Linked DNA regions of Mus musculus: region 1 is linked to region 2. A link is a contact called in public promoter capture Hi-C data. All regions are on one chromosome and are shown on one strand. Each heading gives the region's core, a stretch centred on a gene start, on an enhancer-like site or on the middle of the called end of the contact. The rest is flanking DNA. Distances are from core to core; before and after follow the strand shown.

Region 1 (6,477 bases), core at 481-2,980, 820 kb after region 2:
ACGACATCAGGTATTTCAATTCTAAACATTGCTTGCTGAAACAGATCCTACCCTAGCCTGGAAAATTCAGCTCCTCTGAATCCTGCCCCATCCCAAGACAAAGTTAAAAGGCCCAGTGTACCTGAAGTACCAGGAAGGAACATAAGGATATGTTTTTCGGCCCAGGGGGGTTTGGTTGTTAACAGAGCTGGCATCTATAAGGTCAAGCAAAGTACCCAGTTAGGCTAATCCAAGCTCTTTGGTACACGAGATAACCGTAATCAAAGGTTCCATTGGTTAAAGTGCCCTTTGCAAACACCAGTGAACAAAATAAAATAAAGTAAAATAATCTGAAGACTTTCAAGTGGCCGGGCGTGGTGGCACACGCCTTTAATCCCAGCACTCAGGAGGCAGAGGCAGGCGGATTTCTGAGTTCAAGGTCAGCCTGGTCTACAGAGGGAGTTCCAGGACAGCCAGGGCTACACAGGGAAACCCTGTCTCGAAACAAACAAACAAACAAACAAACAAACAAACAAAAGACTTTAACGTGAACTGGAGTTTGCCTAACTTTTTCTGCAAAATTAGGATGTCCTGTCAGAACCTTCAATTAAGGGGCCACAGGTAGGCTAGTGAGTAGCCACGGTACCAGGAATTAGAACCAGACAGAATTTACCAAACTCCAAAGAGCAACAACCTATTCTACTCACTTCTACTGAGTCAGTAACAGATCTTGGAACAATCATCGACCACTAATTCAGATCCCAGACAAACAACAAACTGTTCTAGCGTTCATTCCGAGGGGTCGAATCAGATGGGCATGAGAATCAGCAATCACCAGGCTGGTGGTTTTTTTCCCCCACTCTTGTCCTCCCAGGATCGTCCAGCTCTGGGGGCCCTAGGCTTTCACTCCAAATAGCTACCCTCCCTGGCCCAAGGGTTCTCAGCTCAAAGCCTCTCAAGTTCAACAAAATACTCAGGGGAGCGTCCATGCAAGATAAAGCGGATACCCCACCTAATAGGAATTCTCCTACCTGCATATTATTTCAGTTCACCAAAACTTCATCTAGTGCTTAGTGTGCTGTGCGGTCTAAGGGCGCCCTGAGGATTCAAAGGTTCTCCTATCTTCCAAAAGCCCCCATAACTGGGAAAGCTGGAAACTGACAGCCCGAAGAGAAGCTGGGTTAGGTGAGCCTGCGGGCGAGGGGGAGCCAAGGGCCATCCTCCCATAGCGCGGTAGCTGCCACTCTCGCCCCCAAGGTGCACTGCCCGAGCGTCCTTCCTCCCCTGGACTCCCCGCGCCCTGCAGCCACTCACTGCTTCTTCCTGCGGCCCTGGTCCCGGTGCAGCTCCCGCAGGTCCACCTCGGCGCGGCCCAGGAACTTATCGAGACCGAGCAACGCGCGGTGCAGGACGGTGAGCTGCAGGGTGGCGGCGGCGGCCGGCGCGGCCCCGGAGGACAGCAGCGGAGGCAGCTCGAAGGTGGCTTCCTCGCGCCACACGGGCGCGCCCAGGCTGCGCTCCGACACCGACGTGGCGTACTTCTCCTTGCCCACCTGGATCACCGCGTACGCGTCGCTCGTGCCCCCGGGTCCCTTGGCCCGCAAGCCCCGCGCCTGTAGCACCGTCACCTGCACGTGGGTAGGGGACCACATGGTCCCCGGGCCCCGGCCCGCTGAGGCCGCCAGGGACATGGTGGCAGACGCGGCACCAGGCTAGGAAGCCAGAAGGTAGCCGCTGTCCTCGGTCTGGACCGCCCACCGGGCTCCCGAGCCGCTTTAATGCTTCCGGCCACGCCCCCACCACGCCCCCTGCGCCCGCGCGCCACCTGCCCTGGGGGCGGGCCTCGCGGAGAAGGCGGGGACCTAAAGGTCACGTGGGCTGGCGCAGCCTGAAGAGTTTTGGATCAGAGAAGTAATGATGCACTAAGTGGTCCCCAGTTGTCTGAGTCCGTATGAGGGAACAGGAGCAAGCCTGATCCGCCTAGCAGCAGATGTGAGACTTTGCCTCAGTTTCTTCTTGCGTAAAACGAGGCGACAGTCACCCCTTGGATTGCTGTAAAGAAAGTAATACATTTAAGTTTATAGCATAGTTGCATGCCTATGGGAAGGGCTCCGAAAGTGGTAGCTATGCTTGGGTTATACCACACCACTCCAGGGATGCTTCTCCTGCTCTGGTCCCCTGGGTACTGCTCTGGAGGAAGGCGGGGAGCCAGGGATGTTGTGAGAGACTGTGTCGGGGAAGCGGAGGGTAGGTGAGGGACTAGCCTGTGCTACTCTGCCCTTACCACATAGGGTGAGGCTAGGTTAGGAAGAGCAAGAAGGGGGAACTGGAAACGGGGTTGCCAAACCGAACCCCTCGGTTCCCCATTTCTTCCTACGTAAGCCTCTTGCGTCCTCTCTGGGCTCCATCTCTGGCCTCCCACTCGGTTTTCTTGTTCCCAGTCAGTGTCTAGCAGATTGGTGACTTCCCTGAGTGTTTCGGGTCATCCTTCAAAGGCTGAAATCTCCGATGGTGAGTTATTCAGAGTGGAAATGTAACTTTGAAAGCCTTAAGGTTCAGGAAAGATGTGACACGTCCGAGTTCTTACATTAAAGCTGGGGATAGAGCCCTGGTGCCCTGGCTCCCATGCTAGAACTGAGGACACCTCCCGCGCTACAACACTTTAAAGGTTTCCAGACACACACACACACCCCTCCCTCTCCACTGAGCTCCCTCTGGTCGACCAGCCTACTGCTTTCCCGACTTCTGGAACCCCTGCAGTGTTGAATTACCGCCAGCTGCGGTACTTCTCACTTAGACTCTTGAAGGCATTCCTTTTTTGGGTCCCACCCCTTTGTTTTCCTTGACTTCTGGGTAAACAAACCTGCAGCCTAGAGAGTTTCTCTCCCTGGGGCCCCAGCTGTCCCTTATCTACCTCACTGCTTGTCACAGATTTCCACTTGACATAGCTGCCTGAAAGACAGGTGACTTGTTTAACTCCCTGCTTCTCAGTCTTGCGGGGGGGGGGGGGGGGGGAGAAAATAGGACTGCCAAGGTGGCTGGGTCATACAGATTATGAACACCAGGATTTGGAGTTATACATCAGTGTTAGACCTGGCGAGCTAGAAAGCTCACTGGAAGGCTATGAGCAGTGGCATCCTTAAACTGAGCCCAGTTGGGAGGTGGTGGTGCCTGTGAAGAGCATGCCAGTGACAGCCATTTGCCTTCATTTCCCCCTGGGGACTGTCTGCTCTCTGTCCCATCTGCCTTCACTTTACCCATCCTTGCTGTCTATACTCAGCTGGCTGTCCTGCTTGTCCAATGGGCCCTACTAGATGAACTCTACATCTGGGGTCCAAATTGGCTTTGGAAGTTTACAGCTCTGATTCCCTCCACACTCACTTATATATATATATATATACAGGGGTTGGAGAGATAGCTTAGCAGTTAAGAGCACTTGTTGCTCTTCCAGATGACCCAGGTTCTATTCCCAGCACACACATGGTGGCTCATAACTATAGCTCCAGAGGATCTGACAGCCTCTTCTAGCCTCTGCAAGCAAAACACCCATATACATAAAATTTGAAAATTTATAAATATTTATTTTTACTATTTGTACACACACAGAGAGAGAACAAGCTGATCTCAAAGGTCTCTTTGTCCTGTCTCTGTCCTCTGGGGGCTGGGATTACAGACATGGGTCATGTTGCCCAGACTCACATTTTCTGTGCTGCTTCCACGAGAAGCAAGCAAGGATTGACCCCAAGCTGGATGAGCAAGAGGTAGCATCTCTTCTCTCGTGGAAGGGATAAAGGGAGGGAGGTGGGGCGAGAAAGAACCACGAGCGTGCGTGACCTCATGTGTTTGGGTTTCTGTCAGGCAGAGACTCTGGCTAAGAGAGATGGCAGGGTGGAAGAGGGCAGTGCCACTTCATCACCAGCACACACCAGGGCCTTTTTTTATTTTATATTTTTGACTCTCAGTTGGGGTTCGCTGAGATGCCTGGGGCTGGGCTTAGCAGTGATGGGGGTGGTGACTGATGGGGGCGGGGCGGGGGGAGGATATCAGACATGTCAATAAAGAAGGAACAAGGTGTTTTCCAGCCAGATATGGACCTACAAGATGGCTGTTTCCTCTTTTTTTTTTGGGGGGGGGGGGGGCGTCACACTGTCTTTAAGACTCAGTGACTGAGTGAGAATCTGTCTGCTTTGACAACACTGTAACCTGACTAGGGATACACGGGCACAGTGACAAAGGCTACAAGACAGACAGTTGAGAAGGTTCTGGCCGCCCACCAACTAACAGCACCACCACTCCCAGGCAGCTGGCTATCCCAGAGGCAGGTCTGCAACCATAAAGGGCCATTGGGAATGTTTGTAAATACCTCCCGAGGTCAGGGCGGAGTGAAAGAACTGCACTTCTTCCCACCTGCCCCGCCCACTCCTGGGTCCACCTGCCCCGCCCACTCCTGGTTCCAACTGAAAGAGGAAGAGAGTTTCAGTCAACCCTGAGCACACAGACAAGGTGCTGGGCAGGTTAGACTGGACAGGCAGGGCAGCCGTCGTCCTGCAAAGGCACCAAAGCGTGGCTGGGAGCAGGAAGGCTCCCGGGCCTCTCCTCAAGCAGCGGCCAGGCAGCTCCGGTCCATCAGGAATGCAGATCTGTAGAGGCCAGCCAGTAGCTTCCTCATCCGTGCTGGGGGAGGGGAGAAGAGCCAGACAAGCAAAGGGACCCTAATCACTGCTATCCTAAATTGCCAACCACCGCCCCAGGAAGGGTTAAATCCAAAATGATCACTGGGAATTTTAGGTGGGTGATGTGGCAGGCAGTCCAGAGGAGGGGCTGGAAGAGCCTGGTAATAATGGCTGCCTGTTTTCATCCTTTGCTGCAGATTCCAGGGTGTGGTGGTGACAAACGTCCTGGTACAGTGATTCATTCACCCAGCTCTTGGTAAATAGCTCTCTAGCCTCTTGTGTCCAGATGCCTTGGCACCTGCCCACTAGCTGGGCTGTGACTGCCTCCTGTGTGACGGTTTGAGGAGCATGCAGGTTGGTTTCTGTCAACCTGACGAAAAACCTGGCTATATTTGGGAAGACCCGATACTCAACTGAGAAAAAACACCTCGATCAGATTGGCCTTATACGCGTGTCCCTGAAGTATTTTCTTGATTAGTGATTGATGTGAGAAGGCCCAGCCCACTGTGGGTGGTGTTACCACCCCTGGGCAGGTGGTCCTGGGTTGAATTAAAAAGCAGACTGAGCCGGGCATGGTAGCCCACGCCTTTAATCCCAGCACTCAGGAGGCAGAGGCAGGCGGATTTCTGAGTCCGAGGCCAGCCTGCTGGTCTACAGAGTGAGTTCCAGGACAGCCAGGGCTACACAGAGAAACCCTGTCTCGAAAAACCAAAAAAAAAAAAAAAAAAAAAGCAGGCTGAACAAGCCAGTAAGCAGCATCCTTCTATGGCCTCTGCTTCAGTTCCTGCCTCTGAGATCCTGCCTTGAGTTCCTGTCCTGACTTCTCTTGGTGACTGACTATGAGCTGACCAGGGCTACACAGAGACCTAGCTGCTTTTACGCATGGTGTTCATCACAGCAACTGAAAACAAACTATGACAGGGAATGAAGAATTATTTCTCGGCTGACTCATGGAGGAAGTGCAGGTCTCCATCATCATTGTCCTGTGTGTCTTAGAAGAGGAGCTCTGGTCTTGTATTCATGAAGCCCTGGATTCAATGCACAGTATTGCCAAAAAGAAGGAGGAGGAAGAGAAAGAGGAGGAGGAAAAAGAAGGAGAAGGAGGAGGAGGAGGAGGAGAAGGAGGAGAAGGAGGAGAAGGAGAAGAAGAAGAAGAAGAAGAAGAAGAAGAAGAAGAAGAAGAAGAAGAAGAAGAAGAAGAAGAAGAAGAAGAAGAAGAAGAAAATACACAACCGTCCCCCAAAAGTTTTAAAATAAAAAAACTGGCAGAAATGGATGGGGATAATGTCCATTGATGTTTTCTGCATCCTTGATGCCTCTGGTGAACAAGCCTGTGTCATTGATAGTGTAAAAGTGTCATCAAGACCTCTCAGAGTGCCGGGCGTGGTGGTACACGCCTTTAATCCCAGCACTCCGGAGGCGGAGGCAGAGGCAGGCGGATTTCTGAGTTCGAGGCCAGCCTGGTCTACAAAGTGAGTTCCAGGACAGCCAGGGCTATACAGAGAAACCCTATCTTGAAAAAACAAAAACAAACAAAAAAAAAAGACCTCTCAGAGAAAGCTCTAGATTCCTCTATAACCCCATGTCCATAGAAGAGAGGTGCCCCCACTTCCACTCTTTCTGTACAAAGACCTCCTGTGTCTCCTCTTTTCTAGTTTGTTCCTTGGTGCTTTGATTGAGCACTGTTTTCTTCTCTTGTACACAGGAAATAAGCACTTCACCTCTGGACCATCATTGCTAGCTATCTAGGTCTTCCAATTTCTTGTGAGTAGACGACAGCTAAGTAGAAGAGATATAAATGACTAGCCTGGCAGTGATGGTGCAC
Region 2 (6,099 bases), core at 2,817-5,316:
CAAACTAACAATTCTAATTTTCTACTATAAGAGGGGAAGTGTGTGGCATCCTTTGGTCCCTCTGTGAAAACCCTCCTTTCCATCAGTAGCCCAGGAAACCACCCTGTGACAGAGTGAAGTAAAACAGAAGCGGGAAGGTTGTTTCCAGCCTTTCCTAGAACCCTGGGGAAGGTGTCTCCTAAGAGAAGGTGATGGCTTTGATGCGATTATAAGGAAGAAATGTGGGCATGGAACAAGGAGTACAAGGGTAATGTGGCCCATTAGCCTGACTAAATAAGAGACATGCAGAATTTGTCTCAAGAGTGTACCAAGATGCTCAAAACAGAAACTAGAGTTGAAATGTTCCGGAGCAGGCACTATCCATCAGAACACCTGTCCGTATGTGGATGCTCTGGCTGTCCTTGAAAAAAATGTTCTCAGTTCTCTTTCATGCAGGAAACTTGGATGCCTTTGCTGATTATTTTAGTTTTATGGTGCTGTGGATTGAACTCAGGCCCTTGCATGTTCTAGGCAAGAGCCCACTTCCAGTCCAATATAGAAAACTCCTAGGATGTCTGATGCCAGTGTCTCACAGGATAGACTTGATTTACAGTGTGTGATAGAGAAAAAGGTCACTCCAACCTTCTAGAGCATTCCTGAGGATTAACATATTAAGGAGCCATACTATACAAGACAGTGGCTACTAGCCACATGACATTAAATGGCAGCCACAAAGTCAAATGGTCTAAAAGTAAGCAAAATAAATCTGCTGAAATGACAATGATCATATATAGAACCTAATAGCTTTGGGCCACTCTTTGATCATCCTGAAATGGTCTATGACAGCAGTTCTTAACCTGTGCGCCTTGAACTCTTGGTGGCAGGGAGTGTCAAATGACCCTTTCCCAGGGGTTGCATACTAGATATTAACATAACGACTCACAACAGTAGTAAAATTACACTTATGAAGTACCAAGGGAAAAATTCTATGGTCTGGGGGTCCCTACACCACGAGGAACTATATTAAGGGCTGCAGCATCAGGAAGGTGGTTAGGAACTAATCTGTAGGATGGAGGTACTCTGGAACTTCGGAACTCCTCAGTTCTTCCACTGACACCCCCCCTCCCCAGAGGACTAAGTCCACTTGTCTTACCCTCTTCCCAGAGCCATGAACCTCATGGCCAAGGTCAGCTACCCGAGCCTCCAGAACTCCTGAAGGAGCTGACAGCCACAGAGATGTGTGGTGGAGGCTCTCCACTCATCACCATCCTGGACAAGAGATTCCTGGCTTGCTTCACCTCACAGAGCTGGTGAGTGGCACAGTAGGGAATTTTTTTTTTCTTTTTTTTGAAACAAGTGTTTTTCTGTGTAGCCCTGGCTGTCCCGGAACTCACTCTATAGACCAGGCTGGCCTCGAACTCAGAAATCCGCTTGCCTTTGCCTGCCAAGTGCTGGGACTAAAGGCGTGCGCCACCACTGCCCGGCCATAGTAGGGATTTTAGACTGGCTTTGACTTGGCCAGCTTGAGCTTGCTCACTCTCTCAGCCCAATCATTCTACCATGGGGCGTGAAGTCTAGTCACAAGTTTCTTCCAGTAGGAAGTCTCCTGCAGAGTCCTCAGTCCTCCACAAGGCTACTCTATCAACCAGTCCCTCTCTTCCCCTGGCCAGGACATTCTGACCCCTCATTGCTACCACTAAAGCCAGCAGCAGCAAAGGGAATTCCAAAGACTCACTGTATAAAAAGTTCTTCCTTTCGTGGCGGAGGGTGGAAGGGCAGGGTCCTGTCTGGCTTCGTGAAGGGCTTTTCTGAGTGTCTGGTAAGGCTAGCTGCAGGGGCCTTTCAGAGTAAACCCGGCAATGAACCTTAGGTATGACCTCCCTCAGGACCACAGAGGAAGGGAGCTGCTTTCAAGGTGGGTCAGGAACCCAGGCAGCCTTTATATCCATGCATCCCAGAGAATGCCCACAGATTTGGGGTCACCTGGGGGTCTTTGGGCCACTCTCTTGCTCTATACCAGAAGTGTGTACAATCACTAGGCGGTCTCTCCTCTCTCCTCTCAATGTACCTGAGTGTGTACATTTACGTAAGGCTCCTGCAGTGAGCAGGGAAAAGATTAAGGTGAGGTAAGAAGATGTCTAAGCTGGGAGTGGAGGTACACACCATTGACCCCAGCCCTGAGGAGGGAGAGGCAGGGCATCCACTGGGAGGAGGTTCTTTCTTGCCTTCATGTGGGTTCTGGGGATATCCAAGTTATACTAGAATGTTTCTAAACACAACAGATATTTACATTCGAACTATTTGCCCATTTCACTGTCACGGAGCATCCCAAAGATGCAGGGAGATATTTAAGGGTTCAGTTTGGAGTATATTGACCCTAAATCAGTGGTTCTCAACCTTTTTAGTCCTGCAGCCCTCGAACACAGTTCCTCAGGTTGTGGTGACCCCTAACCGTAAAATGATTGTCTTTGCTACTTTGTAACTATGACTTTGCTACCATCATGAGTTATAATGTAAATATTTAGAAAGACAGGCTTGCCAAAGGGGTTGAAAGTTGCTGCCCTAGACTGATACATAAATAACTCTTACCATGATGGGCTCAGACCACTGGCTAATGCATGTGGGTATCAGCCAGTATTTTCCAAGCTTCCATAATTGTCTTAGGGATCGGTACCCCAAATCAGTATGTCTTTTATCATCATCTTTTGTACCTTGGTGAATCTTGGGCTGGTAAATTGTCCAGTGGCTCAAAGACAAAGCAAGTAATTTCTGAGTGTCCCGACCTTGCCCCAGGCCTCCTGGACTTAATTCTATTAGCCTGAATCTATTCCTTGCGCATAATCTCAGAATCGGGCACAGTATTTTCCTGTGTTACTTACTGTCAGGATTGCAATTCCCATTATTATTTTATAAATCAGGGCTTTTACCCTAACAATGCAGAGGGCCAGTTTTGGTGGTGATTGTACTCTAATGGACCAATCTGGCCGCAATTGCGATATAAATAGACGAAAGCACTTGGTTAATTTCTACAGAAATTAGGATAGCAGCAAGAGCAAATATTGGATGGAGGGAGACAGCATCCACTTAGGCTGCAAGCCAAGGTCTTTAGAAGAGCACGGATTAGAGGCTAAATTCCAAATTTAAAACCTTCTGCTAACGGCTCACTCAGTTTCACCCACCTCTCTCCATGAAGGGCTTGGACCCAGAGATCAACAGATGGTGGAACCGTGTGGCACTTCCCTTTTGCCGGAGGCATCTCAGAGACCCTGGGCAGCCCGAAGGAAAAGGCGAAGCCTACTGTATACGGGGTTCACCTACAAACCTAGCACCCTGTGTTGGGAGGTGAGGCAGGCTTTTTTTTTTTTTTTCCTTTTTTAGTGACTGCCACTTCTATGGTGCCTGGTAAGGCTAGCTGCAGGGCCCTTTGGAGGGCTCTTTAAGGTCATAATGCAGAAGACTGTCACCTGCGATGGGACACTGAAACACCAAGACTACAGCCCCTCACAGGCCATGAAAAGCACAGGCTACCGCTTGGGTTGTTGGCCAAATATGGAGAAATTACCAGGGGCCTAACAAGCAGCTTAATGGGTGTAGTCCATTATTACAGGCCAGGGCCATAGGAGGCTTCCATGAAATGTATTTGGGGTGGAATTTTTTTTTTTTTTATCATTCCAGCAGCTACACAGGAGAAAAGGGGGTCACACCCAGAGGATCTGATCTGGTTTTTCTAAACTGGTCTAAGTTCTCCTGTTTAAACAGCCAAGTCAGCCCTAGTAGGCAGCAATGTATTGATTTTTTTTTTTGGCACTGCCAGAATCAATCTGAACAAAGCCATTCAGCGCTACGTAGAAGCCAGCTGAACTCAGACAAGCAGGGTGGACTCTTTCTGTTAAGCTCTTGAGCAATCAGCAAAATGGCTTCGATGCTGTCTCCACTGAGGAAATTACATATATAACTGTAACCCCCTGCTTTCAATTTCATCCCAGTTCCTTACATCCCCCTTACTTCTACCTCTATACTCCTGAGCCCCTGAGAAGATGGCAGCAGGTAAGAATACAGGGTGATGAGAGGCTCTTGTATGCACTGTCAAAAGTCTCTTTCGGTAGGATTATGAACCCCTGACCTCTGACCCAGGGTTCAAAGGCAGATTGATTATTTCCTTGAATAAAATTGATTGTCCGGTTGTACATTATATGGATATTTTAAGACTTTCCCGACTAATACTATCTGACCATCAGCTTACCCCCTCGCCTCTTGATAGTCATAGACCTTTCTAGGTGGATCCATGCTGACCGTTAAGACAGTTTTGGCTTTTTCCTTCCCTGCTCCCTGTGGTAATATCTGGGTTTATCATGTAATATTTCTCAGAACTCCCCGAACATTGGTTGACCCAGAAGGCCAGTAGAATGTAGTATTAACATCCTCAGGGGTAGTTAAGTTGCTTTTATGTAGCTGTGACCAAAAAACCCATGAGAACAACTCACCAGAGGGGAAGAAGGGGGAGCTTTCTGGCTCACAGTTATGTGGTCTTATGTGCTTTGGCGGAATATCGCAGTGGTAGGAGAATGCAGCAGAGGGACCTCTTCGTCACAGGAAGGGACTGGGTGGAAGCCCTAAGGATCTGACCCCATGACCTACTTCCTGTAGCTAGGGCTCATTTCCTAAAGTGTCTAGAACATCTCAAAATACCACCAGTTGCTAGGGGTCAAGTGTCCATCAGATGTGCTCCCCGGGGGGGGGGGCATTTTGTATCTAAACTGTAACTGGGCAAGACAGGGCATTTCTAGCAGCTGTTTGTCTGTTGGCTGTCTATCCTCTCTATTTGGCAGTTTCCTCACCAAAGGTTCAACAGGCTTGAGGTGGGTGTCCTCTCAGGTCTCCCCTACTGCTCGTTTTTCGTGACACGCTCTGCTAAGGCTCTCCCAAGGCTCCCCCAACCCTCTTCCATCCTCTTCAGCAATTTTGTACCAACTCTGATGTTCTGACCAGCATGGTTTGACTTCTACAGAAACACCACCCTACCAGATAAGATGAAGTGCCCGGAGCTCTGTTAGAGTCAATTTTGTGCAAGGTTAATGTGATCTCCCTCATCCTGGCCATTGAAGTCCTGGCAATTCTAGATTCTTCATGCCCCAGGATGCCCTGTTGGTGCAAGGGTTAATACCACCTGTCAGAACCCCACGGGGATTGGACTGTGTCTGGAGGTAGTGAGTTTTAAACATCTCATGCTAGAAGACAGAACGTTTCTTTTACTTTAGCTTTTATTGGGACTTTAAACGTAGCCAAGGCATTAAAGAAAGAGGAAGGGGGAAAAATAAACTTGGAAAGCTTTTATACTTTTTGTAAAAAAAAAAAAATCATTTCTTTTTTTTTTTCTTTTTTTAACCATTACCCAAATCTCCTCCAAACACACAGACCCTACAGTATCCCTATTAAATTATATAGAGCGAGTCCAGCCCTTGACTGTCAGCGGGGCCCATCATTCCTAATTTATCGCCCCAGGAAACACAGTACAATTATGGTAATAAATAATAATAGGATTCAGTACATGACAACATGAATGATGGAGCCTCTCAGAATTCATTTACATTGCTTTGTGTTGCAATCATCGTGCCTCTAATGTAACGCCAAGCAAATGAGCCCCTTTGAATATTGTGCAATCTATCGCAAGTCAACTGGCACAAAACTCACTCAATAAATCATGTTCAAACACATGCCTGTAATGACAGGTAAATCAACAATGAAGTAATTGCATTTAATGTATTGAAATACTGGACAAAAAAAACCCAGTGACCTCAAAGTGACTTTTTGTAAAAGGTATGATATAGTTGCAGAGGGAGAGAGCTCTCCTTCCCGGGAGTCTTGCAGTGCTCAGATGCACACGCCATTGCTGAGGCTGCTGTCCCTGGGCAAGCCCTGATTTACTGCCTTCACTCCGCAGTGAACACCGGAGCAGGCTGCCAGACACTTCAAGAAGGTGTTTGCCAGCATGGATGAGAGAGTCACAAGCTCCAAGCAGCGCAACCTCTCCTCCACCCGGGCTGTCGCCCACTCAGAAAACCTTCTGAAGGGGGCAGGGAGAGCGCTGTGTCAGGAGCCAGAGGGATGTGGCTCCGCCCT

Evidence for each region. Promoter capture Hi-C pulls out the DNA fragments that hold promoters and counts their contacts.
Region 1: a promoter capture Hi-C map of liver shows a contact between it and region 2, with 2.6 times the contacts expected there. The contact joins the promoter of Rab11fip1 here to the enhancer-like site in region 2. A contact is called at or near these places in 6 of 39 promoter capture datasets (the 3T3-L1 cell line, cranial neural crest, hippocampal neurons and 2 more) and 2 of 484 Hi-C or Micro-C datasets (myocytes and rod photoreceptor).

Annotation. Positions count from the first base shown.
Region 1 is chr8:27,172,916-27,179,392 of GRCm38.p6, forward strand. It overlaps Rab11fip1 (RAB11 family interacting protein 1 (class I)), which reads right to left and starts at 1,731. Exons shown (of 6, transcript NM_001080813.2): 1 at 1,294-1,731. The coding sequence starts at 1,670.
Region 2 is chr8:26,346,240-26,352,338 of GRCm38.p6, forward strand. No RefSeq gene overlaps it. Among named protein-coding and RNA genes, the nearest start is that of Gm31843, 32 kb to the right of the region's middle. Within about 2 kb of position 4,067, at least 16 of the 459 cell types and tissues checked have an H3K27ac peak or open chromatin away from gene starts, as enhancers often do. A contact at or near this core is called in liver, where this site is marked.